3 separate regions of the Sus scrofa genome follow, and regions 1 and 2 are each linked to region 3. Evidence: chromatin contacts called from public Hi-C and HiChIP or PLAC-seq data. All regions are on one chromosome and are shown on one strand. Each heading gives the region's core, a stretch centred on a gene start, on an enhancer-like site or on the middle of the called end of the contact. The rest is flanking DNA. Distances are from core to core; before and after follow the strand shown. Region 1 has its middle 270 kb from the start of SPRY1. Region 2 has its middle 340 kb from the start of SPRY1. Region 3 has its middle 130 kb from the start of SPRY1.

Region 1 (4,639 bases), core at 138-2,637, 130 kb after region 3:
CATTCTTGGAAGAAAACAATCAGATTCACTTTCATCTTCCTAAATACTTCTGTATTTGGGCAGAAAAAATGACAAAGTTGAAGACATTATTTATAATGATCATTCTTCAGATTTTACCTTTACTTAGATTTTTCAGTTCCCCCAAACTCTCCTAAAGCATCCCATCTTTTCCAGCCCAAGTATCTTCATGGAAGGAAAGTTTTTTTTTTTTTGGTTTTTGTTTTTTCTTTGAGAGGGATACTCCCTACACATGTTTGCCTCTAGGGATTGAGAAGAAAGGAGTCTGTTTTACACCCTGAAGCAGAGCTTCCCCCAGCTCCCTTCCGTTCAGCCGGTTGGAGGGAAGGATCTACCCCTTTAATCTCAGAGGTACAAAAATACCAAAGCAGATGACTTTGGCAGGTTTGCTGGAGGCTGGCGGCACGCTGGCTTCGAGTGCAGCGTGACAGGAAGTTGGAAGCTGCCGCTCAGTCTGGTCATTAGGAAGGGCCGAGACCCGTGATTAGTCCTTGCAGTGCTAGAGAATGTGCACAGATCTGCTCTGGGGACAGAGAGGTCCCAGAACATCCCAGACATTTGGTCGTCAGCCCTTTCATTCCCTCATCACTCAGGAAGTGCGGAAGAAAATAAAAACAAATTAAACATTTTTTTTTTTTTCTTTTTAGGCCCGCACCCATGGCATATGGAGGCTCCCAGGCTAGGGGTCCAATCAGAGCTCTAGCTGCTGACCTATGCCACAACCACAGCAACATCAGATCTGAGCCATGTCTGCAGCCTACACCACAGCTCTTGGCAATGCCAGGTCCTTAACTCACTGAGCAAGGCCAGGGATCGAACCTCATGGTTCCTAGTTAGATTTGTTTCCCACCACCCCAGGCTGGGAACTCCAACAAATTAACATTTTTAAAAAGCACCCAAGTTGTCTCTTTCATTTTTCATTTCCTTTTACAACACATTTTTTCAGCATTTTAATGAAATACAGAGTCACAGATATCAGGGTGTCAAGAAGTATAATTGCATGTTCCCCACACACCTTAGCCTCCTCTGGGCAGCAGCAAACCAAGAAATGAACTGTGTTCAGATTCACCTTTCTCAATAAAATAAATAATATTAAGAAGTTATCAGTGACTTCTTGGATTTCTCCGGAAGGTGAAGAACAGCTCTAACAGTCAGCGTTTCCTTGAGATGACAGGGAGAAAGACTGGTGGGTGGGGTGGGGGCCATAGGCCAGTGGGTCCTGGGAAGTAACAGGGGCACATCAGCACAGAAACGGGGGTCAGGAAGCAAACCTCCTGCCCTTGCAGCCACTTCCTTCTGCTGTCTGCTGAGCTGTGCTCTGCAGACACACAATAATCACCCCAGCAGGTCTAGGGATCAAATGACGGCACTGCTGAAGGATTAAGAGCAATTCTATCCTCTTGGCTTGGACTTTGGAATTTTCATTAAAATGACCTTGGGTGTGGTGAGAAAGGAATTCAGGCAATGGGATCAAGTCTTAAACGTCTTACCTGGGAAAACAACCAAAGGGCCCCTTTCAGAACGAGGCGTCTTTCTGGGCCCTGAGCAGAGCTGTCACACTTGTTTTTCTAAGTGTTTCTCACATGGGATTAGCCTCCAGATATGTGAAAAGTGAAGAATTTAAGGGTCTTAGGTAGGCAGAAAGAGGGGAAAACAAACCATCATAAGCTAGAGACAGGCCAGACCTCTTACATTTTCCAGGCTCTGTAATGGTTGACTTGTCTGGAGATTGACTTCCTGCTTCCTCTCCTGATCCCCTGTCCTTCTGTGGGAGAGCTGGTGACACATCTGTTCATCACGAGCTCTCCTTGTGAAGAATGGGTCTGTACTCAGAGACGGTGCCGACCTTGTGGAGTCAGTGCAGCAGATGTGGAGAGGCTGGAGACAGAATGGTAAAGTCGAGAAAAGGTAGAGGCCTCAGGAATTTAATGATACCTCATACGGGAGGACTTGGCGGGGAGGGGAAGCAATCTGGGGATATCTAACCAAAGTTTGTGAAAAGACACTGAATTTTCCGAGTGGCTCCTATGTCATGTGCTGGTGGGGTGGCTAAGCCGAGGGGGCTAAATGACAGCAAAGTCATTTGCAATCCATAGGCTCAGGCTGGAGAGTGGTAATGACAAGAAATTGGAATAGGGTTAGACCGGAGAGGCCTCCTAGACAGGACTGCAAGGAAGGTTGGGTTTTGTCTTTGCCCACTGTCTTAGCTCAGGCTGCCATAACAAAATACCACAGGCTGGGTGGCTTCAATGACAGAATTTATTTTTCACAGTTCTGGAGGCCAGAAGTCTAAGATCAAGGGTCTGGTTGATTTGTTTATTGATGAGAGCTCTCTTCCTGGCTCGCAGATGGCTGCTTTCTCACTATGTCCTCATATGTCCTTTGTGTCGTATGTGGATGGGGAGAAAGAGAGACAGAGAGAGAGAGATTTTTTCCTCTTTTTATAAAGTTGCTAAACCCATCAAATCAGAGCCACACTCTTATGACCCTTAATTACTGTCTGAAGACTCTGTTCCAAATAGAGTCACATTGGAGGTTAGGGCTTTAACAGGAATTTTGGGGGCAGGGATACAGGTCAGTACATAGAACTCACTAGGTATGGATCTTGATATCTGCCATGCCGGGGATCCATTACTCAGTTCTTAAACCAGTGGGGCCCGGCTTGAACATGTGAAAGGTCTTCTTTTCCCATCAATGACTGGGGTGGTGGGAAGGAGGGACCTGGTCCTATACTGGTGATTTGAGTGACAGCAATTAAATTTGGCTCTTGAGATTCATGAATGATTATGAGGCTATAAGCTCATGATCTAGCCACTGTCGTCATTGTCTAGATAAAAGTATGTTATTTCTAAAACACTACAATTCAAGAATTTTTGAGGCCAGATTTTTGGCTATGTGCTTCAGAGAACTAGACAAAGTATTTCATAGAGTATGAGAGAGAAGAAGCAAATTATAGAGACAGGAAGATGGCCAGAATGCTGAGAGGGCTTTCTGAGCCACAGTCCCAATTTTATCCATGGGCTTTGTGAGACACCATTTTCCTTATAATAAAATTTCCTTTTTACTTATGTTGCCTAGATTGATGACACTTGTATAAAGGAGACTGAACTAATACATATTAATTAAGCCAAAACTTTTTGTAAAAAAAAAAAAATGTTATAAAGAAAGAATAAGTGGAGTTCCCGTCATGGCGCAGCAGAAATGAATCTGACTAGGAACCATGAGGTTGCAGTTTTGATTGCTGGCCTCAATCAGTGGGTTAAGCATCTGTGGTGTAGGCCGGCAGCTACAGCTCCAATTAGACCCCTAGCCTGGGAAACTCCATATGTCGCAAAAAGACAAACAAACAAACAAACAAAAAAAAGAAGTGATTGTGAAAAGGGTTAATAATAAGAGGATAAGAATAAAAAAGAGATGGTTTACCATTCCATTCTTGTCTAGAGTGGTTTCCCAGCTTGCCTTGGGATGAGATAATTTTATCACCAATTGCATAACAAATTAGGGAGAGTGTATATATATATATATATATCCATACCTAAAATTGTCCTCTCAGATGTCTGTGGTTGGGAATGCTAAATGGGTATGTATACCCATATTTCATATGTATACACAAACCTATGCTATATGTATATATACACACACTATACTATTATACTATATATTATAGTGTTATACTGTAATGGTGGAATAGGCTACTTTTCTGAAAGTTGTGAATGTCTATACCTCTATTTCCTCTTCATTTTTGTAGGTTTAGAAGAGAAAGGAAGTGTTTGAGTCTATTCTGAACTAGATTTTACACTGTGTTAATGTAAATATTACATAGATTATAGCTTGATAAAACTACCATATAATTTTTTTTCAAACCTGGGGGAGGAGTTCCAAATTTCTTTTAAAAAGAGAGTCAAAGAGTTCACAGGTGGCTCAGTGGGTTAAGGATCCGGTGTTGTTGCTGTTGCTGCTGTGGCTTGAGTTGCTGCTGTGACAGGGGTTCGATCCCTGGCCTGGGAACTCACACATGCTGTGGGCACGGCCAAAAAAGAAAGAGTCAACAGCTACATGGATGTGTTCTTAGAAAATCTATAAAATCTAGAAGAATCTATACATATAATATTATAAGTGAACAAGGTCACTGGATGTAATATCAGTGTGTAAAATAAATTGTATTCCTATATATCAACAACAACCACCAAAGCACTCCAGAAAATAAAATCCTAAAAGATGCTGTGCAGAAAAGAAAAAGAGCTAACATAGAAGATCTGAGAATGCTTATTCCTAGAATAGCCTACTTGCAAAACTGACCCCTAGCTGGGCTATGGGAATTTGGATTTGGAGAGGATCCAGTGACCCTAATTAGGAAGAGCTGTTCATGGTGCCCAGACTGTACAAATAGTGTGGTTTATTCTGAACACCTGCTTCCCTTCCAGAAGTCTGGAATTTTTATATAATAGGCACTGAGTCTGTAATGAGCTTCCCTCATAGACAGCATTTTACAGTTATTGTCAGGGGAATTAAGTGTGTCCTGTGAGATTACTTTGGGAGAGGACTCTTGGAAGCTTGTTCTTGGTGTCCTCTGGCCTTTGCCCTATGCACCTTTTCCTTTTGCTGTTTGCTTTGTATCCTT
Region 2 (4,397 bases), core at 107-2,606, 200 kb after region 3:
GAGGTGCTTGACAGCATCCAGCCCATTCTCAGTAGGAATTGTTTTCTCCCCTTTACATTGTTTTTCATGCCCTCAGTAGGAATTGTTTTTCCCCCTTTACCTTATTTTCCGTGCCCTAAGTTATTTTTAAATATGTTATGCGTGGTTTTGTTTCATTTTAGGATATTGATGAGATATTATTAACTGGAGAACTAATTCCTTACTTTTAAAGCCTCCATCTTGGGGGGGGTTACCTTGGCCAAACTATGGATAATGATAATGTGCAGTTTGTTTTGGGCTGTTTAAGAGTTTGTGTTATTAATGACTGACACACAGCCACCATGTGTGTCAAAGCCAGGGTTAGCTAGAAAGGAAAAACTGTATGAGAATAACCTGATTGTGCCAAGAGGTCATATTTTAAACATACACTCAGCCCTCCGGAACCGTGATTTCCACATCTGTAGTCGGCCAACCAGAATCTGTGGAGATGGAGCCCACTGCTACAGCATTTTATGTAAGGGACTTGGGCATCTGCAGAGGTCCTGGAACCAATCTGCCCATGGGTGTGGAGGCCAACTGAACTGTCCTTAGCAGCAGCAGAAGTCATGGGAGAGGAGCCGGTGTTTCCTAGGATGCATTGTTTATAAGTCAGGTTGCAGAATGTTTTTAAATCGTGGGATGACATTTAAGTCAAAATGATAAGAGTAGGAATTTTGACGTCAGAATCAGTGAGGTATTTGGATAATCATCATTTGATTTTAGAAATGTTTTGAAGTGGACCCCGTTTCTCCTATGTCCTTTCCCCATCATCCTACGCTTCTCAACAGCATGAAGTGCAAACTCTCGTTGTGAGAGTGAACGGTGAGGGGCAGAAAATGCATGTAAAAGTCCCCAAAGCTCAGTGTAAATAGTCACAGCCTTTAAAAATAACGCAGGTTTAAGAAAATGAGAGCCTCTATAAATCACTGGAAAGCTCGATGATGATTCTAACTGCAGATGGGCTTTTAAACAAGTGAGTTTGCTGCTGCTTCGCAACTCCCAATTGGATATTAAAAAAAAAAAGGCTCTTTCTCAATTTCCTGTTCTTGTGCCTTATTAAAATCATTCTGTTGCTCTGACCCCCGCCCCTGTTTCTTTCTTCTTTTCACATCTGTGTTTATTCGGGGAGGATGTTACCCACAGTTCCCGGCCATGAAGAATGCATGAAAGTCATGAGGATGAGATGGTGACCCAGCTACAGCGTGTGTGAAATGAGTGATGGGAAGAGAGAGAGAGAGGGAGAGAGCAAGCCGTGGTGCAGGGTTATGAGTTGTACAGTTATTTCTAGCTTTGAATTGTTTCCAAATCTCATACATTCACAGACAGCCTCGCCAAAGCCCACAGCTGTCATGCATTTTCAACAGATTCCACAGGGCCTAGATGAGGTTTGAAGGCATTCCTTTGCTCTTACACATTAGCTAAAAGGAATTACCGTAACATCTGATATTGTGGAAGTGGGATATTTGCCATCCTGACCTTGCCCAAAGCCGTCCGGAAATAGGGGTCCAAGAATGTATTATCTCATGCAGCCTCTAAAGGTCACTGGGGGCCCCTCAGAGGTTTTCCAACAAAACCCGAGCACCCAACATGCTCTGCATTTGGAGGAACTGTGCTGTTTTGTATGGACACGGTGGGCAGACACGTGTTCCCACTGCTATTTGGATGTTTGTCATAGGAAAGGCATGTTCCACTGGAGAAATTCCCAGCTGTCAGTAATGCACTGATACACCACAGCCAAATCATCTGAGGACGAGCCAAGTAAACAGGATGTTCACAATGTGTGTTATTGCATGTGTATGTAGCAAAACTTCTGCCCATTTCACAGCCTCATAATGGGATTGACACGCATTGCTTAATCTGCATCTGTCTGTTTAGGGTAGAAACACATAAACACCAATGAAACAATGTGTTAGAAAGCCCTTTCTTTGGCTATATGGGCTGTTGATATGACGGGATGAAATCTGTATAAATTGGGAATGAAGGAATGAATGTCATGAGTTTACTTCCTGGGAAGTGACTTCAAGTCATCCAAATGCAGATTAGAGGAAATGATCAGATCATCAGTGGCTATTGTGAGTTAACAAAGGGGACTGAGTCTCCATGGCTATTTTTACAGACCACTGGAGTCATTCTTTCTTCTTGTAAGATACTCATTAGTTGAGTTATGTAAATAGATGTACGGAAACAGGTCAAAGTTATGTCATTGCCCTTTTCTGTTTGGAAATACTGCTGTTAACTGTTAGAGTCTAAGCATGTTCCTGAGGCAGCAATTAGGGAAAGGAGAGTGGGGAGTTCCTTCAGCATTCAGTGCAGAGTGGGTTCTCTGAAAAAGAACATTAAGTATCCTGTTAGGTATCATACTAACTTCTCTGGGTATGCAAATCCCCTTTACCCAAGTTGGTACATTTATTCATGATAATCACAGTGGGTAACATTTATTGCAAATTTCCTATTGGCCAGAACTGGGCTGAGTCTTTAAAATACATGAACTCTTTAAATTCTCACAAAACATAGAATGTTGATATTATTATTATTATTATTCCTCTTCTACAGATAAGGAAACTAGGGTTCAAGGAATTTAGTAGGCTTGCCTAAGAAGATAGAGCTAGTCAGACAGCAAGCTTGAAGCCAGGTCTGTTTGAATATAGAACACTTGCACTTAACCATAGTTCTGTGTATCTCTGCTTTATGTGAAATCTGATTCTGTCATAACACTGATGTTATGTTTTATTGAAACATGAATCCTTGTATCTTCTTCAACAGGCTTTATGTACAAAGATAATTTTGGTATTCTAGGTCTATTCATTTAGAAAACTTCACTAACCTAGCATGTTGAAGGTTTAGGACTAGGCTATGAAGCCTTGGTAATGATTTTTTTTTTCAATTTTGATCTTTTAATTATGGTTATTACACACTGCATTCAAAACTTATACCAAGATACACTAATTTAAGCCAAAATCACGTGTCAGGATGGAATCTTCTAAAAATTTTGACACTCTTTCAATAGTTTTTATGTGTTAAACATAGTGGAAAAAAGAGTTCTAAATGCATAGAATATGTGTGCTTATTTTGGTTTATGACAATTTTAAACACTTGTACTGTGATGTCTGGCAGAAGACAGTTCTACCTAATGGTTAGGACACGGGTTCTGGACTTTTATTACTTACTCTCTCTTGGGAAATTTAATTGATGTCCCTATGCCCATTTTCCCCTGATCTGTGCAATAGTGTATAGAGAAATAATAACTATTACCTCGTAGTATTGTAGTTAAGATGTGATGAGAGGATACGTGTAAAATGTGTGCCCTGTAAAAAGTATTCAACAATTTGCTCTGAAATGCCTTTTGGCATTTCCCTCATTGGTCTTTGTGTTATTTTTCTCCAGGGTCCTCATCGCAATCAGACATACTGGATTATGTTTATTAAATGTCGTCTCCCTGACACAGACCATAAGCTCTGTCAAAACAGGTATGTTTTGTTCTCTGCTATATTCTCATTTTCTGGAACAGTAGACGGTACCAGGTAGGCCCTCACAAATATCTGTTAAATGTATAGTAGCTATTATTCTTATTACTGTTAGCATCTGTTTCAGACTCAGATACCAGGCTTTAAAAAAATCCTCAAAATACTGGTTAGGTTTGCATAGTTACCAAGAGGCTTCAGATGTATTTGATTTGTAGCCATAAAATTTAATATTTTGTAGAAACATCAGAGCATATTGGGTTTAAAGTCTTTGTTTTTTTATAGTTTATCTACCTGTTTATTTTCTTTTTTATTTTTATTTTTTCCATTATTGTTGATTTACAGTGTTCTGAAAATTTCTACTCTACAGCAAAGTGACCCAGTCATACATACATACACACACACACACACACATACACATAATATTCTTTTTCTTACATTATCTCCATCATGTTCCATCACAAGTGACTAGATATAGTTCCCTGTGCTATACAGCAGGATGTCATTGCTTATCCACTCCAAATGAGATAGTTTGCATCTATTAACACCAAACTCCCAGTCCATCCCACTCCTTTTCCCTCCCCCTTGGCAACCCCAAATCTGTTCTCCAAGCCTATGAGTTTCTTTTCTGTGGAAAGATTCATTTGTGCCATATATTAGATTTCAGATATAAGTGATATCATATGGTATTTGTCTTTCTGACTTACTTCACTTAGTATGAGAGTCTCTAGTTCCATCCATGTTGCTGCAAATGGCATTATTTTGTTCTTTTTTATGGCTGAGTAGTATTCCATTGTGTATATATACTACATCTTCTTAATCCATTCATCTCTTGATGGACACTTAGATTGTTTCCATGCCTTGGCTGTTGTGAATAGTGCTTCAACGAACATATGGGTGCATGTATCTTTTATTTTA
Region 3 (4,501 bases), core at 606-3,105:
GTGGGAACTCCCTCAACATCTTTTATTATTCAGTGTGCTGCTCCCTTAATGAGCCCTCAATTGTGTCCTTCGGGTATGGGGCATTTTCTCTTATTATTTCTTTGATGGCACATTCTCTGTTCTTTCTGGAAATCCTGTTAAGTCATAAGGTGGATCTCCTTGACATCTGTCCTCTTCTGTTTTTCATCTCTTTGCTTTATATTCTGTGGGTCTTTGTATTGCCTTCTTTATAGGGCAATTAAAAATTATTTTTCCCATTGTCATCAAAAGGTGATTATGGTCCAGTGAAGGGAGATGGGGGTAGAAGGCTTTTTGGCCCTGGGTCTTTGGTGCAGAAGTGCTCTGAATTTTCCCCTTGCTAGCTGCTAGTCATCACCCACCTGGCTCTAGTTTTCCGTGTGCTTGGACATGACTGAAATTCATTGGTCCCTTGGATTTCTGAATGGAGATGGAGGCCTTCTTTGCAACCCTACTTAGTTCTCTCAGCTTTCTGTGTCTCTGTGGCTTAGAACATATGTTCATGCTCTGATTGTCCCCTCTGCTGGGTCTGACCCCTCACACCTGCCATTTATGGGCACAACCTCCCCAAGGTGTCTGTATTTTTCTCCCAGGTTGTTTTGTAGAAGACGACACAGAGCCTAGGAGGGATCTACATGGTAAGAGTTGCTTTGTTAGAATCATCCTAAATGCTTGTTGAATACCTAGAGGAGCGAACACTTCACTGGTACACACCATCTTTGTAGACTTTATGTGAGGTCTGGGTTTGTTGCTGTTCTTGAGTTACTTCTCTGAGGACCACTGGGGGTGGGGGTAGGAGAGGGGAACAAATGGAAGAGAGTTGAGCTTTGACAATCACAGTGGAAAAGCTGTGGGAACCTCCCTGAATATGCCAGGGCCAGGCACCAGTGCTCTAAAAAGATGTCCTCAGTAGCATTTGGGGGGGATTGTATGGTGTTCATGGACCGCTGGTTATTGCATAACTGGGTCAGTAAGAGGTCAGGGAGGCAGGAGCGGGGAAGCTGTGGGCTTAGAGGTGGAACTAGCCGCCCTCCCAATCGGTGTGCAATCTCTAGAAAGAACATAAAACTAAAAAACGCCTGTTTGGGGGAGTTTTCTTTATCACAAGATCAGGAGAGGAGATAGCTGCACTCCTTCCACTCTGCATATGACACAATACAAGTATCATCAGAAAAAGCCCCATTCTGAGAGAGCAGTTAGAGTAAATGCACGCGAGGAGATTTAGGTCACCCCTGGCCCAATCTGGTGGTGATTTGAATCCCTTTTAGTACTTGAGAAAGGAATGTTTCATCTGAAGTGGAGTAGCCCTGAGCGTATCCCCTCCCCCTTGCAGGTGGCTGATGGTTCCTGGGGGATGAGCTGCTTCCTCCAGGGAGCTCCCTCTGCAGCTGGGATAGAGGCGTGTTTCTGCAGCTGTCTAACCTTTAGCTTTATCTGTCTCTCGGTGACCTCTTTGTTTTATAAGTCCGTTTATTTGCTTGTGCAATTGAGTTTTCTTAGAAATAGAACAGAGCTAGAAAGAGGCCAATGTTTTGGCGGTTTCCTCTGAAGGAGGAGCAGCAGTCGTGGGACCAGGCATGGCAGAAGTGGCCGATGCCCTCACAGCCCCTAGGGTTGGTTTATTTTCAGACCGTGTAGTGAGGTCTAGTGGGCAGAGAAAGACCATCTCCCTTGTTGGAGGTAGAAATATCTGTGGGGTTTACCAGCTAATTACTTCTCCATGCCTTGGGAGTTCAGAGAATTTGCTTAGCAACTGGCCTGACCAGTCCCCCCAGCCCTGCTGCCCCCCGACATTACTGGACTTACCGGTGGGGCCGATGGAGCAGTTTTTGAGCTAAACAAAGATTCAGCATTTTGTGAAAAGGGTGCCACTCTTTTCCTCGATGGGACCTGAGCCTGTAACCCAGTCCAACAAAACGAGGGGGAACATGCCAAAAAAAACTTTTTGAGAAACAGCACAGGCAGTAGGAAATCATACTGGTCAGGGCTTGTTTTCCTGGCGCAGGGCCTCATTCCAACCTGTTGCAATCAGCTCTCTGAGTGTCTATAGGGACACCCTGGTGGAGGGGCCCCTCGGAGGAAAGGAACTTGTACATGGCTGTTTGACTGGGCTCCTTGCCAGGGGCTAAGTTCAAAGTGCAGTTTCCAGTAATTTGCTGGGACTTCTCTGTGGGTTTGATAGGCCAGGACAGAAGCCTGCAAGCCGAAGTAATATTTCCTGAATTCTGTCATTTCTTAAGAAGAGGAGGAAGGTGTGTGGAGGGGACTGGGGCTTGGCGGGCTTTTGTTGGCTCTGAGAGCAGATGGGCCTCCTTCCTCCTGCTTCCCTGGCCCTTTCTCCTCCTCCTGTCTGGGGTCCTGGGAAGCCTGGCCCTGGACTGGCATTGCCTGAGCATGCCCCCCCGCCCTCGCCCGGGCACCCATGATATGCCCACCGGGTGCAGACTTTCGGCCCTCTGTTGATGGACTGCGTGCGCTGGCATTATTTGGAGCCATAAAGTTGTCGAGTAATGGCAGCATGTTCTTGTTTTCTCATATCTGCAGGATGAAAGTGAACATTTTTATAATCCTTCCCTCCTTTCAAGCCCCTTCGTGAAACATGTGGGCTTGATTAAAGGGGAAAAAAGAGCTACAAAGAGAAGTTAGAGTTTACACTCCTTCCCCCCAGCCCTCTTCCCAGTGCGCTGCGGGCAGGGCCCATCTTCTTGTCATTTCACCTTCGTGTCTCCCCCCTGCGTCTGGCAGAGGACTTGACACGTAATAATTCTGAATGAATCTTTATTCAATGAAGGGGTATGGGGAGCAGTGGAATCTCATTTCAAAGCAGTGTTTGGTAGAACAGTGTCCTTTCTATGGCAGGTAGAGGCTCGTAGGAATGATGCTTTATTGATTTGATTATGGCTCATTTTCTGTAACAAGGATTGTCTTCCAGAAATGTGTGCTGTGGTCTCTGTATCAGTCACGCTACTTGGAAAGGACCCAGCTGAGACGATAGGCACGAGGAACAGAGGGGAGAGGCGTAGTGGGCAGTGGTGGGAGCTGGGGTGAACTCCAGATTCTTTCCTTCTAGCACCACATGGCCATCACTTTTCAACTGTCCTCCCACTACCTCAGACACCCCTAAAGCCACAAGGACAAAGCCCCAGGAATATGCTAAGGGATGAGGGGGTTAAAGGGCCTGAAAATAGCCTGGGCCACAAAGTTCCTTCTCCATCTTCCTGAATTCTCCGGCTACACATTTATTTTCCTTTGCGAATTCGCCTCAGAAAGACTAACTCTCTGTGCTGCTCTTCCTCTAGTCTGAAACTTGAATTATAGCAATTTAACATTATAACATAATTCCACTGCAATAAAGCAATTTGGGGCTGGCAGTGGTGATGGAGTGGATGGTGGTGGAAATGGGGAGCCGAGAATCGACTGCAATGGATTTTTTTCTGCCTTGGTTTAAGAAATGTTAGTGTAAAGCCATGTTGGTTTGAAATCTTATTTAAATATTTTAAATTGAGGATGGGTGCTATGTAAAATGATCTAAACATGTACCTAAATGATGCCAGAAGCACTAGGTAAATGTTTAAAGCAAGATGGGAGAAAGTCTGGTTGTGTGGACTTGTCTTACACAAATAATGAGGTTGTGAAACTTCCCCCTCTTTACTGAATTGACTCTTTTTAAAAAGTTACATGAATTGATTATTTGTTTTTACCATGTGGAATAAAAAAAGAGTCTCAAAAATAGTTCAGTAGTCTTCAGCGATAGTTAAAAAAAAAAAAAAAGCCTGTGGTAAATTGTCTAGAAAACCAGGCACCCCGCTAACTCTGTTGGTAAGTCTTGGAAATGGAGAGCAAAGAAAAAGATGAATGTAAAACTTCTCCTTGCCAAGTGACTGACACCGGTGTGAGGAGATTGGAAAACTTAGGTTCTTGAATGAAGTGAAGACAGCTTTTTCTTATCAGACAGTGCTGATACAGCAGGGCATGGATTTCCCAATGGGTATCTGGCTTTTACTCATCTCTGTTCCAAAGAAGAGAGACACTGGCAGAAGCTGATTGAAAGCATGTCTTGCTTCCTCTCAGTTCCTATATGTGCCAGAGGTTAGGGGATGTGATTACCTGCATCTTGCCTCCTCTATCCATAGTGCTAAGCCTTTGGCATTTATGGAGATAACATTGGCAGTTTCACCTCCTCAGGAGGTATCTTAAAAGCCTGTGATAGTGTGTAATCTCTGTCTGGTCCAAAGCTCTGAAATTTCATCTAGTGTGTGGGAAGCAGCCCCTTCTGCAGTGAATAAACTGCACAGCTACTCCAGGGTGATTCTGTGCTTCCTCACACGTCCAGACTGAAGCAGTCCATCGCTCTTGTCTAGTGATCAGCATTTGGTTCCTTGTGAAAAATGGATCTTCACATAAAGTTGCCTGAGAGTTTGATGGAAATGACAAGCTAGGGGCTACGAAAATGAAAGTTCTTACTGAGAAAACATTTGTATAC

What was found. Hi-C and Micro-C count contacts between places; a contact is called where the count stands out from the background. HiChIP or PLAC-seq counts read pairs in DNA pulled down with a chosen protein or histone mark.
Region 1: a contact with region 3 is called in a Hi-C map of skeletal muscle, with 1.9 times the contacts expected there. The contact joins two enhancer-like sites. A contact is called at or near these places in 2 of 47 Hi-C or Micro-C datasets (psoas muscle and skeletal muscle) and 1 of 2 datasets of contacts at active chromatin or transcription factors (skeletal muscle).
Region 2: an H3K27ac HiChIP or PLAC-seq map of skeletal muscle shows a contact between it and region 3, with 2.7 times the contacts expected there. The contact joins two enhancer-like sites. A contact is called at or near these places in 1 of 47 Hi-C or Micro-C datasets (embryonic fibroblasts) and 1 of 2 datasets of contacts at active chromatin or transcription factors (skeletal muscle).

What each region holds. Positions count from the first base shown.
Region 1 is chr8:100,593,044-100,597,682 of Sscrofa11.1, reverse strand. It overlaps a transcript of SPRY1 not described here. Among named protein-coding and RNA genes, the nearest start is that of SPRY1, 270 kb to the left of the region's middle. Within about 2 kb of position 1,387, at least 13 of the 83 cell types and tissues checked have an H3K27ac peak or open chromatin away from gene starts, as enhancers often do. A contact at or near this core is called in skeletal muscle, where this site is marked.
Region 2 is chr8:100,521,385-100,525,781 of Sscrofa11.1, reverse strand. It overlaps a transcript of SPRY1 not described here. Among named protein-coding and RNA genes, the nearest start is that of SPRY1, 340 kb to the left of the region's middle. Within about 2 kb of position 1,356, at least 32 of the 83 cell types and tissues checked have an H3K27ac peak or open chromatin away from gene starts, as enhancers often do. A contact at or near this core is called in skeletal muscle, where this site is marked.
Region 3 is chr8:100,725,630-100,730,130 of Sscrofa11.1, reverse strand. It overlaps a transcript of SPRY1 not described here. Among named protein-coding and RNA genes, the nearest start is that of SPRY1, 130 kb to the left of the region's middle. Within about 2 kb of position 1,855, at least 36 of the 83 cell types and tissues checked have an H3K27ac peak or open chromatin away from gene starts, as enhancers often do. A contact at or near this core is called in skeletal muscle, where this site is marked.